5 separate regions of the Mus musculus genome follow, and all the other regions are linked to region 1. The links are chromatin contacts, called in public Hi-C, HiCAR-type and HiChIP or PLAC-seq maps. All regions are on one chromosome and are shown on one strand. Each heading gives the region's core, a stretch centred on a gene start, on an enhancer-like site or on the middle of the called end of the contact. The rest is flanking DNA. Distances are from core to core; before and after follow the strand shown. Region 1 holds the start of Cibar2 (CBY1 interacting BAR domain containing 2). Region 2 has its middle 53 kb from the start of Gm51556. Region 3 holds the start of Cox4i1 (cytochrome c oxidase subunit 4I1). Region 4 has its middle 19 kb from the start of Gm51556. Region 5 overlaps Gse1 (genetic suppressor element 1, coiled-coil protein).

Evidence for each region. Hi-C and Micro-C count contacts between places; a contact is called where the count stands out from the background. HiCAR-type assays count read pairs that join an accessible place to other places. HiChIP or PLAC-seq counts read pairs in DNA pulled down with a chosen protein or histone mark.
Region 2: a Hi-C map of cortical neurons shows a contact between it and region 1, with 2.0 times the contacts expected there. The contact joins the enhancer-like site here to the promoter of Cibar2 in region 1. A contact is called at or near these places in 10 of 39 promoter capture datasets (the 3T3-L1 cell line, 3T3-L1-derived adipocytes, cranial neural crest and 6 more), 1 of 15 datasets of contacts at CTCF or cohesin (the NIH/3T3 cell line), 9 of 484 Hi-C or Micro-C datasets (cerebellar granule neurons, cortical neurons, embryonic stem cells and 4 more) and 2 of 9 other capture datasets (embryonic stem cells and liver).
Region 3: a contact with region 1 is called in a HiCAR-type map of astrocytes, with 3 times the contacts expected there. The contact joins the promoter of Cox4i1 here to the promoter of Cibar2 in region 1. A contact is called at or near these places in 12 of 39 promoter capture datasets (the 3T3-L1 cell line, 3T3-L1-derived adipocytes, the C10 cell line and 8 more), 1 of 15 datasets of contacts at CTCF or cohesin (embryonic stem cells), 3 of 484 Hi-C or Micro-C datasets (cortical neurons and embryonic stem cells), 7 of 115 datasets of contacts at active chromatin or transcription factors (astrocytes, embryonic basal ganglia, embryonic forebrain and 4 more) and 1 of 9 other capture datasets (liver).
Region 4: an H3K4me3 HiChIP or PLAC-seq map of craniofacial prominence shows a contact between it and region 1, with 4 times the contacts expected there. The contact joins the enhancer-like site here to the promoter of Cibar2 in region 1. A contact is called at or near these places in 9 of 39 promoter capture datasets (the 3T3-L1 cell line, cranial neural crest, frontonasal cranial neural crest and 5 more), 8 of 484 Hi-C or Micro-C datasets (Sertoli cells, cochlea, cortical neurons and 5 more), 9 of 115 datasets of contacts at active chromatin or transcription factors (craniofacial prominence, embryonic basal ganglia, embryonic forebrain and 6 more) and 1 of 9 other capture datasets (liver).
Region 5: a Hi-C map of the N1E-115 cell line shows a contact between it and region 1, with 4 times the contacts expected there. The contact joins the enhancer-like site here to the promoter of Cibar2 in region 1. A contact is called at or near these places in 7 of 39 promoter capture datasets (cranial neural crest, embryonic stem cells, frontonasal cranial neural crest and 4 more), 8 of 484 Hi-C or Micro-C datasets (the C2C12 cell line, the HPC-7 cell line, the N1E-115 cell line and 4 more), 11 of 115 datasets of contacts at active chromatin or transcription factors (the NIH/3T3 cell line, SST interneurons, cardiomyocytes and 8 more) and 2 of 9 other capture datasets (embryonic stem cells and liver).

What each region holds. Positions count from the first base shown.
Region 1 is chr8:120,176,204-120,178,924 of GRCm38.p6, forward strand. It overlaps Cibar2 (CBY1 interacting BAR domain containing 2), which reads right to left and starts at 1,266. Exons shown (of 9, transcript NM_001033980.2): 1 at 1,111-1,266. The coding sequence starts at 1,130.
Region 2 is chr8:120,436,202-120,438,901 of GRCm38.p6, forward strand. It overlaps a transcript of Gse1 not described here. Among named protein-coding and RNA genes, the nearest start is that of Gm51556, 53 kb to the right of the region's middle. Within about 2 kb of position 1,255, at least 103 of the 459 cell types and tissues checked have an H3K27ac peak or open chromatin away from gene starts, as enhancers often do. A contact at or near this core is called in cerebellar granule neurons, cortical neurons, hippocampal neurons and 3 more, where this site is marked.
Region 3 is chr8:120,666,948-120,669,647 of GRCm38.p6, forward strand. It overlaps Cox4i1 (cytochrome c oxidase subunit 4I1), which reads left to right and starts at 1,278. Exons shown (of 5, transcript NM_009941.3): 1 at 1,278-1,408; 2 at 2,362-2,435. The coding sequence starts at 1,299. Gm27021 (predicted gene, 27021) reads right to left here and starts at 1,195. Exons shown (of 4, transcript NM_001308449.1): 1 at 810-1,195. The coding sequence starts at 1,031. It overlaps Emc8 (ER membrane protein complex subunit 8), which reads right to left and starts at 1,140. Exons shown (of 5, transcript NM_010926.6): 1 at 810-1,140. The coding sequence starts at 1,031.
Region 4 is chr8:120,507,847-120,510,546 of GRCm38.p6, forward strand. It overlaps a transcript of Gse1 not described here. Among named protein-coding and RNA genes, the nearest start is that of Gm51556, 19 kb to the left of the region's middle. Within about 2 kb of position 1,420, at least 60 of the 459 cell types and tissues checked have an H3K27ac peak or open chromatin away from gene starts, as enhancers often do. A contact at or near this core is called in craniofacial prominence, embryonic basal ganglia and embryonic limb bud, where this site is marked.
Region 5 is chr8:120,563,065-120,565,771 of GRCm38.p6, forward strand. All of the region lies in intron 3 of Gse1 (genetic suppressor element 1, coiled-coil protein), which reads left to right. Among named protein-coding and RNA genes, the nearest start is that of Gins2, 25 kb to the right of the region's middle. Within about 2 kb of position 1,342, at least 277 of the 459 cell types and tissues checked have an H3K27ac peak or open chromatin away from gene starts, as enhancers often do. A contact at or near this core is called in the C2C12 cell line, the HPC-7 cell line, the N1E-115 cell line and 7 more, where this site is marked.

The DNA of each region.
Region 1 (2,721 bases), core at 16-2,515:
ATACTTAATTTATACTCCCTTCCCAGTGTCTTGCATCTTGCAGTCCATTTGGTACCAAGGATGCTCTGATAGGGAGTTGTGGACAGCTGTGATGGCTGTCACTGGATGCTACACGATGCCATCCGACCCCATCAAGCTCCCTGCGGAGTACTTGGGCTCTCTATCACCCTTACTCCTCTGCCTGGTCCCTTCTCCCTCCCACCAGCCCTGGGCTCCTCCACAGAGCTCTTTGCAGACCACTGACCACCGCATGCCACACGCTTGCCTTCTCTGACACACCTCCAGGGCTCATGCCGCCTCCCACACCCCGCATCCTGCCCACAGCCAGCGTTAGTGACAACCTGTGTGCTCAGTCTTCATAAGGGTACAGGAGGCTCCTGAGGCGTCCTGTCACAGTCCCCTCCCCTCAGCCCCAGGTCTTTCCTGTCCCTTGCTGCCCTCCCTTCTCTAGAACCCAAGCCCCTCTTGTGGCCTCTAGTGGTGGCCACTTGGCAGACCCCATAAGGAGCACTGTCTCACGCCTGCTAATGAGCTTCAACTTTGTAGTTTGCAAATGCTCCGCTCACACTTCCCTAGAAGAGGTTGCTATTGACATTTTTTTTTTAATCAAGTAAACAAAAGCCCAGAGATGCAAAGCATCCCGCCCAAGGGCATACAGCAGGCCAGACTCCAGGATGGCTGTCACTCATACACAGTTAGACAGGCAAGCAGGCCCCGTGGGTAAGGCTGGAAGCCAGCTTTTAAAGAGCATTCTGGGTGCATCCAGGACACTGGAAGTCTGAGTCCTAGGGAGACTCAAAGGCAATCAGGGAGGGCAGGTGACAGGGAGTCTGGGGCCATTAGAGGGAGCAGTGTCAAGGTCTGGGGCCTGGGTTTTTGGAGGGGTTCCTAGGGGGCAAGCAAAAGCAGGGAACAGACCAGAGAGTGGCTACACTTGCTCTTCACGCAGCACAGGTGAGGCCGACAGATCGCATTCTGGTAACCTCTATGCTTCAAGCCCTCCCTCCACTTTGAGAAGGGATGGCAGGGGGCTCACCTGCCCTCCTCCCCGATGTGGCAGAACGTGAGGATCCCACCTGCATACCCCTCCCAGCAGCGCAGGCTGCTCACCTGGAGAGGACGACGTTCATTGTGGACAGAGAGAGGCACCTGCTGCCAGGATCTTGGGGAGGATAAGGACAGGGCCCCAGGGGTCCCCTAGTCAGAGAGAAGGCAGCTAGTACTGGGCCCAGCTGTGTGGTCTGGCTAAGCTCAAGGGACTCTGCTGCCTGGTTGCCAGGCAACGGGCCATCCCCAGGCAAGCCCTGGGAGGAGCCCAGCTGGTTGCTGGGCAACCAGGGCCTCCCCTGCGGGGTGAGGAGGGCCAGCTTTGCCTTGGGGCTTAACCACTCTCTGAAATGAATTGGAAGTGGGACACAGAACCTCCACATGCCTTTGAATATGGTGTTCTTGGGGGTTCAAAGTGCTTGTAACCACCAGGAACGGACAGGGAGATCCCCGAAGGGAGCTTGCCTGGGACTTCACCCTGGACCCTGCTGTGTAGAGTCTCCTCCACCCTCAAGGCAGAAGGCCCGGTGGGCGGGGCGTGGGAGCCAGTGTCACTGAGGGTGGGGGGAGTAGACGGTAAAGGGAAGCGGAGAAGGTGAACCAAAGGAGTGCGGGGGGGGGGGGTGCGGGGGGACAGGCAGCAGCTCAGAGGAGTGCCTAGCGAATCAGGCAGTCCTGGGCTTCCCAGAGTATGCGACTCCCACTGTTAGACTTGGGGAAGGTGACTCCAGCGTCAGAGCACTAACACGTTGAGAGGTCTGCGGGTCACAGCCCCCGCCCCGCCCCGCCCGCCCCGCCCCGCCCCACTCGCCCCGCCCCACTCCCCTTTTCACTTAAGGTGCAAAGCAGGCCTGGTGGTGGAGGCAGAGAACCCAAGGCAAGATATTGATAGTTCCACGGGACGCCTGTCACACTGGGTCGTTTTTTTGTGTGCGTCCCAGCTCCATCATGCTGGGATTTGTTTTAAACACTTAGTAAGGCAGAAACATTACGGTCAGCTGCTTCAGATTCAAACCCCACGCCTCAGCTCTGCTGTGTGGCCTGAAAGCAAAGCCCTGGTCTCTCTAGTCTCCTAGACAATCGCCCAATAGGAACTGGAGCCCCTGCGGCAGGGATGAGGAGATAGGTGGGCTGGGCACTGGGAGCCGGGTCCCCTGTCCAGCGAGCCCTCAGAGCACACCTGAGTGCTGGGTCTCTGTGGCACATGTGTTATGCTCCCCTTTTGGGGGGCAGGGACAGGTTTCCCCAGACAACACAAATCTCTGTGTGTCCTTTACGGTACTGTGCCCTCTGTTTAGGGGCAGCCATGGCCCTGAACTCCTACCGGGGCTGTGCCAGTCCTGTGATTTTTCTCTCTGAATGATGCTCTGTGTCTCCTGGTCCGTAATCCCTCCCTTCTGAGGTGTTAGCTGAATTGAAAAGTGTCTCCCCAAAGTACATGTCCACCCTGGGTCTCAGAGCATCGCCTTACTGGAAACGGGGTCTCAGCAGACAGGCTGAGCAGATGAGTCACTCCGGCATGGGAGATGGGGCTCATTCAGAGGCTGCTGTTCCAATCTGCAGAGAATCCGCCTCCTGTACCCATTGACGGACTGTGGCTTTTCTGTCTGTGGGTGAGGGATGCCAATGCCCCAAGAATATGGCCAGCTTCTGGAATGCAGAGGTGACTGAATC
Region 2 (2,700 bases), core at 5-2,504, 260 kb after region 1:
GGCCCTGGGCTCGCTATGGTTGCTGAGGTGATCTTGATTTCCCAATCCTCCTGCCTCCACCTCATGATTGCTGGACTTACAGGATTATGCCCCCACGCTCATTCTGTGTGGTGAAGGGGAGTGAAGCCAGAGCTTCATGTAAACGTGGGTCAGTCAGGCAACCACTACAAAACTCCATTGTCTCTGACCTGCTCCACGGCTACTGCCCCTCCCTAAAGAGGAACATTCTCCTCTCCGTCCTGGAGACCCAGTAGGACCCGCCACCGCTGCCGCCTCCCTGGCTACCCACAGTAGATGACACAGCACAGTAGCAGTCCTCTGCTCTGTGTCCAATTACTCTCCCTGGGGACCTGAGGACCAATCTGCTGAGGTGACACTCCCACAGCAGGTGCAGTGGGGGAGGGGGGCGCCAAGGCCCCAAGGGAGAGCGGGACTGGGTGGGATGGGTGAGTCTGCCAGGCAGCTGGAGAGTCCCCCAGTCGGATTTTTCTGCTAGACACCCATTGGGAACGCCCCTCTTCCACCACCATTTTCAGCTTAAAGCCAAGAGCTCTCTCCACCTGCCCCTATAGTCCTGAAATAACCATCAGGTCAGCAGCTGGACTCCATGCTGAGCCAGCACTTGAGGGTGGGGGTGGGGGTGTGTGCAGGCAGAAACCACAGCCCAAGGTCCCCTCCCTGGATGACACTGCCAGAGTCCCTGCTCAGGTTTCAGTTTTAGTTTGTAACCTTCCCTGTTTCCCCGCTAAGCTGACTGCCTCAGATCTCAGCATCTGATTCATCTCTCAGGTCTGCTGGGTCCAGCTGCTCCTGACATTGGCTCTTCTTGAAACAGCCAGACCTCTCTCCTTTTTCCCATGGTTCCATTCAGAGGCAGCTGAAGAGAGCCAGACTTCCCAGGTCCAAATTCAGGCTCTGCACGGGCTCAGCCAGTGTGGCAGGTTTTCTTAGTCTGTAATATGCAGGCCAGAGTGCCCCCCTTCTTTTTGGATCTTTCACCAAGGATAAACCATGTATGAGCTACAGTTGGCTGCAGTGGAAAGAGGGAGTCTTGTGTCTCACAGAGAGGAAGAGGCAGAGGGGTAGGATGTGCCAGGAGGGTTTTGAGGGGTGTGTGGGAGTTTCTTGGATGCAGGCAGAAGAAAGTCAATCCGGTTCAAAGGGACCTTGTCAAGAACTGAAGTCAGTGGATTCTCCCCTGTGCTGAGGGACCATAGATGTTGCAAGAATCACAGAAAAGGCACAACAGGACACACCCACACACCCACTGGGTGCATGATTTGTGGCAGACTGAGACTGTGTTGTCCCCAAGGCAACACAGCTGGAAATAACACAGTTGGGATATGCTGTGGCCCTCTTCCCCTATGTCCCCATCCTTAGCTCTCTGTAGAGCATATCTGTGGGCCACTCTGGTCCTTGTCCCTACTTGGACTGGCGTCTCAAAACCCGGCCCTGGTGGGGCCATAACTGTCCAGCCTTGAGGTCCTAGGCAGGAAGGCTGTGGCTGCTCAGCCCGCCTCTCCGTTCCCAGCACAGATGGTTACGAAAGGCCTTTGTAAATGTTTCATGTTGGCTGCTGCTCCTACCCTGCTAGAGGATTGCCAGAACCTGCTAGAACCTGCCAGAGCACAGTGTCTGTGCCTGTGCCCAGCTCTGTCAGGTGAGAGAGAATATACGCACGACACGGTCTCTGCTCAGCCCCCGCTAGGATCCAGGATCAGCCCCATGCGGCTCCTGTGGCCTGGCACACTCCCCCTGCCTCCGCCCTGGGGCACACAGGCCACTGTCCCTACCTAGGAGCCTGGCACGGCTCCAGCTCCAGTTCCCTCCCACCTGGCAGGTCTTGGGGGATCCAGTGTCTCCGAGGCAGTGGGATGAGACCTGGGGCTGCCTGACTGCACACCTGAGAAGTCACTGGCAAAAGTGTCCCCTTAATTAACCGAGAGAGCAGCCAGTCCCCGAGTAATCTACCAGCAGGAGTCGGTGGCGGCTGCACTGTAAGTAAGGGTGCTATTGTGTGTGAATAATTCAGACCTCAGGGACGGGCCTCTGCTCCTGCCCTCCTGCCCGCAGCCTGCAGTTGCCTGGTGCCTCCCACGGCGCTCCGTAGCCTGTGCACCCAGGCGGCATGTGGGAGGGATACTGGACCCTAGCTATACCAACTTTCAAATGGGCAAACAGTCCTTAGAGAGATAGGACCTCCCTGGGGCTGCAGGGGACCCTTGGGCTCTTCTTCTGCATTGGGTGAAGCAGATCTGGATCCTGTGGGAGGAAGAGTGGCCACGAGCTGCGTAAGAAAGGCCGCTGGTGATGACCCGCTCAGCCAACTTATGGGTCATCACCGAGTGTCACCTGCCACAGTCCCCCGGCCTCAGACCTTGCTGAACCCAAAGTTCCTGTTTCTGCTTCTAATCTAGATATGAGTTAGCAGAGAGTTGAGGCAGGAGGATGGCTGGCCATACGTTTCAGGGCAGTCTGGGTTGATTATAGAGTGAATGGGAGGCCAACATGTCTGCACACCTGTCACTCACAGACAGAACCTGGCACCCTGGTAACAGAGACCACCGCTGTCTGTGTGCCACAACTGTTAAATATGACTGCTCACTTGGCACATGTTCATTTCCACGGATGGGGAAACAGAGGCACGAGCGGCTGAATAACCATGCTGAGCCACACAACTGAGTCAGGCCGGGAAGTTGG
Region 3 (2,700 bases), core at 28-2,527, 490 kb after region 1:
CGCGTCGGTAATCCCAGTTCTCAGGAATCTAGAGCAGGAAGTGCTGGGAGTGCCAGGCTAGCATGGGGGGCTACATTCAAAGCAAGTCTCCGATTCAATGCAGTCATTTTGGTGGGAGAGGGGGAGACAGGATTAGCATTCCCTCCTAGGCCAGCTCAGATTTTTAACTTCAGAGCTCATTCTGAGATGTAAATGAGGCTGTGGGGAGACTGGGTGGTTACGGGTCTGATCTGTTTCTCAGGTGCGTCAGGACTGCACCTGAGAGCGCTTCCAAGATGTAGTAAGCAGCGCCTGACCATATCAGTCCAGGGCTTTATAAAGGCAAACCGCAGAGTTAGAATTCCGGGTCTTGCAAATGTCTCTTAAGCAGAGAAACCGAGTTTGATTACAAGCGCAGAAACAGCAGTCCGTATTATAACCTATAATCTTGCTAAAACAGCAAGTCTGGGGCAAAAAAATCGGCAAGTGGACCCACAAAATACAAAAACAAACAAACAAACAAAAAAACCTCTGTAAAACTAGAGATTTACATGCTATAGGCATTTTTTTCTTTGTGGCCTCACAAACACATTAAGTTTAAACTTTAAACGTTACCTATCCCAGATCTCACTAATGTAGACCAGGCTGGCCTCGAACTCTTGCCTCCCCATCTCGAGTGCTGGTTTTAAGGACGTCCACCACACATTCGAGTTTCTCGGTCATCTTACAAAACCTCGAGAGCTCCCCGGGAGCAGCCGCAGCGTCCCGCGAAGGGCGCCCGACTCCGCCCGGCCCGGAACCCCGCGCCGCGGCCTCGACCGCGAGCTTACCAGGGTGAGCGCCACCTCCAGCATGGGCGTCAGAGCCAGCGTGCCGTGGAAGAGCGGGATGCAGTCCACGAAGAGCGTGTGGCTGCCCGCTCCGGGAGGATGCTCCTTGCGCGGCCTCTGCCTCTCGGCCACCAGGAGCCCGTTGACGGCGCAGTGCGGGTACTTGGCGCCGTGGAGCACCATCTTGCAGTAGGCCTGCGTAGTCAGCTTCACGCCGGGCATCGCGACCCACGCACCGCGGTCCTCCGCCACGACCCTCCGCTGCACGCCGTGACGCTCTCGCACCTCCGGCCGCGGCCTCCCGCCTCAGCCGGTCGGCCGGAAAACGTCTGCCGGAAAGCAGCTGCTACCCGCTCGGCCTTTCGCGACAGTTACCGCCCCGCCCCGCCTCGTCCTGCCCCGCCCTGCCCCGAGCCGCGCCGCCCCGCCCCGCCCCGCCCCGCGCTCTGAAACGGACGGGCTTGGGGCGGGGCTTCCCTGATTCCCGCGATGCTTCGCGGCTCCGTCTTGGTCTTCCGGTTGCGGGCCCCGTTCTTCCGGTCGCGAGCACCCCAGGGTGTAGAGGGCGGTCGCGGCGGTCGCCTGGGCAGCGGTGGCAGGTGACGGCCTTGGACGGCGGGTGAGGGTGGCACGGTCGGGGGCCCGAGGACCTGGAGCGCCGGGGCCGGGAGCGGTGCCTCCGAGACGCCCCCGGACCCGGGACTTGAGCGGCTCGGTGACCTTGGGGCGCCCGCTTCCCCGAGCGGGTCTGTTGTCTCGGGTCCCCGCTCCGGCCTGCCGGGCACCGGGCGTTCCCGCTGTGCCAGGCCCGAGGGACAGCGACCTGAGCCCTGACGTCACGCTACGGTTTCTGCCGCCCCGGGCGTTGATTTTTTTTTTCCCGGGCTCGGACGTTCTTTCTCGGGGATCGAATCTCAGGGGTTGTGCTACAGTGAGGCGTGGGGCTCGGGTCGCTGGGGCGGGTGACAGGGTCATCCAGGTCGCCTGCGGGACGCAGGAACGGGAAGCGGGCCAGGGCCTGAGCCTGGGCGGCCTCCTCCCGCTTGCCCTTCGCAGTCTCTGTACAAGTCAATTTTTAAAATAAAACTCAGTCGCAGGAGGTGTGCTACCGTGCTATCTATCTATCTATCTATCTATCTATCTATATATCTAGTTCTAGCAGTTTCAGTCATTTTTGTCTTTCTAGTTAATTTTTTAAGAAGCCGGATTTATAGTCATTGGCCAAAGCCATGTATATTACAGCCCTTGGCTTGATGTAAGGAAGTTCACCCTGTGCCTTCGCATCAGTAATAAAAACCGGATCCTGGGGGCATGCCTCTGGCCTGTAATGCCGGCTCTTACGAGGTAGAGGAAGGTAATAGTGGAAGCTTTCAGGCCAGTCCGTGCCTTAAAAAGTTGATGAAATCATTACCAAAAAAAAAAAAAAAAAACATTTAACATTTCGGGGGATAAGTTGCATTTACTTCCTTAATGTTTTGCCGCAAAAAGACTTTGGCTAAAAGGTGTTTGCTGTCATTGTTAAGAGGTATAAGGGTTTTTTTTTGTCTTTCAGAATGTTGGCTTCCAGAGCGCTGAGCCTGATTGGCAAGAGAGCCATTTCTACTTCGGTGTGCCTTCGAGCACATGGTGAGCAGGACTTTCACTCCCTTCCCTGCCCTTTTCTTTCTCCTCCCTTTGGTTTTTCATGACAGGGTTTCTCTGCATGGCTCTGGCTGCCTTGGAGCGCAGAGACTTAACCTGCCTCTGACTCCCATGTTCTGGGATTAAAGATGTGCACCGCCATGCCCGGCTCAGGACTTTTACTTTCTTTTTCTTTTTTTTTTTTTTTTAAAGATTTACTTATTTATTTTATGTATATGAGTACACACAGTAGCTGTACAGATGGGTGTGA
Region 4 (2,700 bases), core at 170-2,669, 330 kb after region 1:
GGGGTGCTGCACAGAGTCTGGGGGTGCTGTGCTAGATCTAGGGGTAGTGGGTGGGGCCTGGATTCTGTGCGGGGTCTGGATGCTGTGCCTAGGTCTGGGCTGCTATGTTGGGTCTGCAGGTGCTGTGCTGGGTCTGAGGATGCTGTGCGGCATCTGGGCCCCAGGATGCTACAGCTGTGTGTCCACCTCTCTCGCGCTTTTCCTCAGCTCAGTAGCCTGGCAGTGGAGGCTGAGGCCTTTGTTCTCTAGAATCAGAGGCAGTGATGGGCCTATGGTTCTTGGTAAGGCTGCCTTCTCCCAGCCTGTCCCTGGTCAACAGGCTGCTGGGGTCGGTGGAGGCGTCTCTACCATGGAATCCTAGTCTCACCTGGGAAGTGGCCCCAGGGTCGCTGCTGGCTAGGCCTCTCCGGAGTTTTATGGCAAACAGATAGATGACAGATGGACAGCTTTGTTGCTTTAGTGCAGGATGGAAAGTTAGACCGTCTCCCCAGTGATAGGCTTCTCTGGAACCCATATGGACCGGTTTTTCTCTGGCCACACCCTTCGCTCCAGTGCGACAGGTGCGTGCGTGCATGGTCACTGTTACCAGCTTTCATCTGCAAAGAGCAGAGTCCAAGAAGGGCTGACTGCCTTGTGCATGGCAATCATAGAGGTGGGATTCAGACCTGGGCCTGCCCCTCCCTAAGCCTCAGGCCTCTTGGTCCACTAGGTGAAATGAATTCCCAACTCCGTCTCTCTCTAAGACGGAGCTGGGAATTCTCTGGGGACTCTCTCCTGCTCCGCTGTGCTAGCCATGATGTGACTGTGTGGTCCCCGCAGCCCCTGTACACACAGCTTCTTGCTCATTCAGACCTCCCCACATCCAGAGCCCCACACCCAACACTCTCACCCTTGTCCTTGTCACCCTGACCCATCATGTTCCTGTCCATGTTTTCTTGCAACACCTTGGAGCTCCTGAGACCAGGAGTGGGGTGTCTCCCAGCGGAGCAATAAACTCTCTCCAAAATGCTTCCAGCTCATGGGTTCTCCTCTGCTGCTTGTCTCCAGCGTGGTACAGGTGCCCGCACAGTGGCACACAGCGGGTGCGTGAACAGCAGGAGCCAATCAGTTGGATGATCAGCCTTTGGACATAGTGAGTACATTCCATAAGTCAGTTGGATGGAGGGAGTAAGTCAGTAGGGAAACCAAGGTTTAGGGTTCTACCTGTGTTGGGCATCCCTTCCCTGGACAGACAACTCTGTGAGAGAAATCCCAATAGCGTCAGCTTGGGGCCACGGCTTCAGGGTGCCACAGTGGGTAGGGCCAGGGCAAGGAAATAGTGAAGTCCTCTCTCGAAGAGCAGTCCACCAGAGGGCCCTCCCAGAGGGCGGGGCTTCTGCCCAGAGCAAGGAAAAGGCTCCGGGAGACGGACCCACCCACTTCTATTGAAGCCTAGCTGGGGCCAGCTCTGGGGTCCTGCCAGACACAGCAGTGCTTTGTATCCAGGCTCCTACTACAGCCACCAGGGTGGGGGCGCTTTGTATTGTAAATTTCCATGGAGAATTATGTCTTAATGTATGGTAATCCTCGGACCTGGGGGCTGTGCTGTCCTTACGCCTGTGGGAGTCTAGACCGCCCCTGGAGGAGGGCTGGAGAGCGCAAGTGACGTGTGGGGGTCAAAGGGGCGTGTCCTGGAGACCCAGGGATTCCCTGAGTTGAGCTTTGGGGACCCTCTGAAGCAGGTTGTCTGGCCTAGCTTCCTGCTTATTGGCCAGCCCTCCAAGGAACCTGACTCTGGTTTTAGACCAGAACTGGCCTTGGGGCTCTCTGCGTATCAGGTACTGGCTCCTGATCCTTCCGTGCTGGGAGAACACATGACTTCTTGGCTCAGCTTAGGCTCGGAGTGAGCGACGCTGTGCCCCTGCCCTATGGGGGAGCGGGGGTGGATGCTAGGGTGGGTGTCGGGGCTGTGGAGAGATCCAGTGATCCGGCGTTCAGTGGCTTTTTGCTCAGTCTCTAGAGAAAGGGGGACAGCCCGGGAGCTCCCCTGGGAAGAACAAGCCATGTGATCAGATGACAGGTACCAAGGCCCTGGGGCTGGGGCTTGGCTTCTGTCCCAAGCTGTGGATTTTCCTGCTCTTGAATGGTTCTTTGGATATTTATTGGAGTCAAGTTGCTGTAGGGGAGCAAAGAAGCAGAGGAGGCTGTGGGCTGGTCGGATAGTCCAATCTCCCAAGTTGAGCGACTGCTGCGGGTAGGATGCTGATAGGGTGAGTGAGCTCAGCAGGGGAAGAGCAGGCACTGGACATGGGAACCATGAGGAGAGGGGAGAAAGCCACAACTGCTACCACCGCAGAAAGGGAAGAGTACTTTGGGGCCCCTCCCCCTCCCCCTCCCCCTGGCGGTCTCCTGCAGTTTAACCTTGCTCTGCCTTCTGCCCCCTCTCCTCCCTCCTCCTCCTCCTCCCCTCTCTCTTCTTCCTCCTCTCTCCTGCCCCCCTCCTCTCCTTCCTGTCGTCCTCTTCCCCTTCCCTTCCCCCTGCCCTCTCCCCTTCCCTCTCCTTCCCCTTCCCTTCTCCCTGCCCTCTCCCCTTCCCTCTCCTTCCCCTCCCCCTCCCCCCTTTAGCCCCACCCCTGCCCCCTTCCCCTCCTTTCTGCCTCTCTCCCTCCTGGCTTATTCCCCTGCTTCCTATCTCCTTTTCCTTCTTCCTGCTCCCTCCTG
Region 5 (2,707 bases), core at 92-2,591, 390 kb after region 1:
CCACAAATTCATCGTTGCTTGCTTTAGGAGGCCAGAGCCTCCCTAAGCCTGGGGAGGGAGGGGGTCGCCAAGGCCCTGCCCCTTTACACAGTGGTGTCTTATTGTGTCCTCTGGTGGCCTGGACGGCAATCACTTCTTTAGGGGTCTACATACCCAGAGGCACCAGGTTGAGACAGACAACAACCATAGAGTGCCTTGGATCTTTGGCTAGACAATAGCTGTGACTGCTTTGGAGGAGTAGGGGCGGGACTGTAGGCTAACTCTGATGGTCCCTGATGCCAGCCAGCACCGGGGTCCTTGTGTCTGCAGTCTCTAGCTGGCCATAACCTAACTGCAGTGGAGGAGCCAGCCCCAGAGCTTCCCCTGTACTGCTGGGCCTCCCGGCGGCCTGGCAGCCTGGCGCCTAGAGGGGGCCTTGCTAATTAAGAACCGCTGTCAGCTGTGGCTTTCCCGGGATTCTCCAGCCCCATTCCCAGAGGGTTTGTACTGCTAGGAAGTACTAATTAAACCACAGAGATGGAGGGGGAGGGGAAGGAGAGCACCTCTCCCCGCTGGGGCAGGGCAGGATAGGCAAGAGTGTGAGTTTCATCTGCCCTTCAGGTCTGATTGGTGTCCCCAGTAAAGTGCTTGGAGCATCCATCAGGCTCCTGACTGAAGCGTGGGGGCCAGCCTTGGCCCATTCCTCCTGTGGCTGAAGTCACACTTAACCCTGGGAAACCTGTCTGAGCGATCCTGTCATCGAATCTCAGCTCAGAGCAGCCTAGACCCACCCTGTCCTGGCTTAAGAGAAGTCAGAGAAGTTGCCACCGCCAACCATCTCCTGTCTGTGGACTCCTGCCAGAGCGCAGCTTTGACCTCAGACAATGAGTCAGCTGATAAAAACCCCCATAGAGCTTCCCTTCCCTGGGTAACCAGCTTGCCTGGTGACTGGCTTTGCTCCTGAGAGAGAAGCTGGTGGGAGGGTCACTTCCTGTTCCTGCCTTGGGCCCCGGAGCTTCTGCTGACTGGAGCCCCTGGCCCAGGTCCAAGACACTTCATGTATTGTCCCCTTGGAGAACTAGGAGGTTCCAAGTGCCTCTGCCTCGTGACTCCTCTGCCCGGAGCCTGTCACTATCCTCAGAGGATCCTTACTGCCTCAGAAACATTTAGTAACCCGGAGAAGGGCTCTGATGGCTCTGCTCCAGCAGTTCACGCTGTGGTTAACAAGACCTGCTCGCCACCAGGGAGACCGCCACCGCCACCGCCACCGCCACCGCCAAGCACACACACAGTGGATGATGCTCAGAGCTCAGCAGAGAGTTTAATCCTTTCCAGGAGGGCGGGGGATGCGCTCTCCCTGTAGTGTGGCCATGAGTCACTAGGGGCCTCTGGAGGCAACATCCACTGGTTGGAAGTCAAGGGGGTGTGTGGCTCCAGGGTGACCAGGCAGTGGAAGCCGCGTGAGAGATGAATGAAGAACAGTCTGGAAACTAACGGGCTCATCCCACTTGACCAGCTGTGGAGACCTCACTCTAATCACTGGAGAATGAGAGTTCTCTCCTTCCCAGCCGCTGCCTTTCATGGATGCAGCTGTGTCTTGGAGCAGCTCTGCAGACATATCTTGTCTGCCACAGCTGCTGCCAGGAGGGTGCCCTGGGGCAGCCACCATGCCGGGGCTTTTTCTGTCCTTGTCACCCAGGCAGCACCCTGCCCCACAGATGGCCTGGTTAGCCAGGTTCTAGTCAGAGAGGCCACAGGCCTGAGGAGGGCAGCAGTGTGCAAACCCCCCTTCCCCCCACCCCCCCAATTGGCCTGATGACCATTTTTTCTTTTCTCTTTTTTTTCTCTTTTTTCATCTTTGGGGCTATTTTTTGTTTTTTGTTTTTTGGTTTTTGGTTTTTTTTTTTTTTGGAGACAGGATTTCTCTGTGTAGCCTGGCTGTCCTAGAACTCACTCTGTAGTGCTGGGATTAAAGGCATGTGCCACCACTGCCCAGCCTGATGGCCATTTTTCTAGTCTCCTTGTTTGTCCTGGTGTGAGTGGGATATGTGCCCCCACCCCACCCGCACCCTGCCATACACACCTATACGGTACTGTGTGAATGTTTCTCCTGAGGAGGGCAGGTCAGAGGTCATGAACCCATGAGGACCCCACAAGGGAACAGAGACAGCCTGCTGCTGCACCCAGGGAAGGAAACAGATGTTGCTGCTCATTAAAAATTCAATCAGCAGCCTGTCTCCCTCAATTAATCGTGGCTGGCTGTCTGTGGGGAGCAGGAGGGCTTGTGGTAGACTCTGTGAGAATGGAGGCGGGGAGGTACGGTGCTAAGCTGTCCTCACTCTGCACACACAGGGTTAAGTGGTGGTACAGCCACGACCCCTCCCCTCGGGGCTTACATATGCTCTGGTGATGCTAGCTGCTGACCCTGGGGATAACCACAAGGAGCCGGTAGAATGGCTGGCAGGCCTGTATCCAGAGACAATCAGTGTTACTATGCTGGCTACCATGAGCCTTTCAGTCACACCATGGGTTCAGCCATATCATCCAGAGGACCTCGTGTCCCTAGTGAGTGCCACTGTCTGCCTTGTGTTGGGCTTCTCCTGCAGTAGTGAGGGAAGGGCCTCAAAGTTGTACCAGGAGGCTCCTGGCCCTCAGTCTCCCCTCTGCTCCGTGGCTCCCTGACTTTGCCTCTCTGCCTTGCCCTGAGGATTCCTCCCTAGTCACAGGT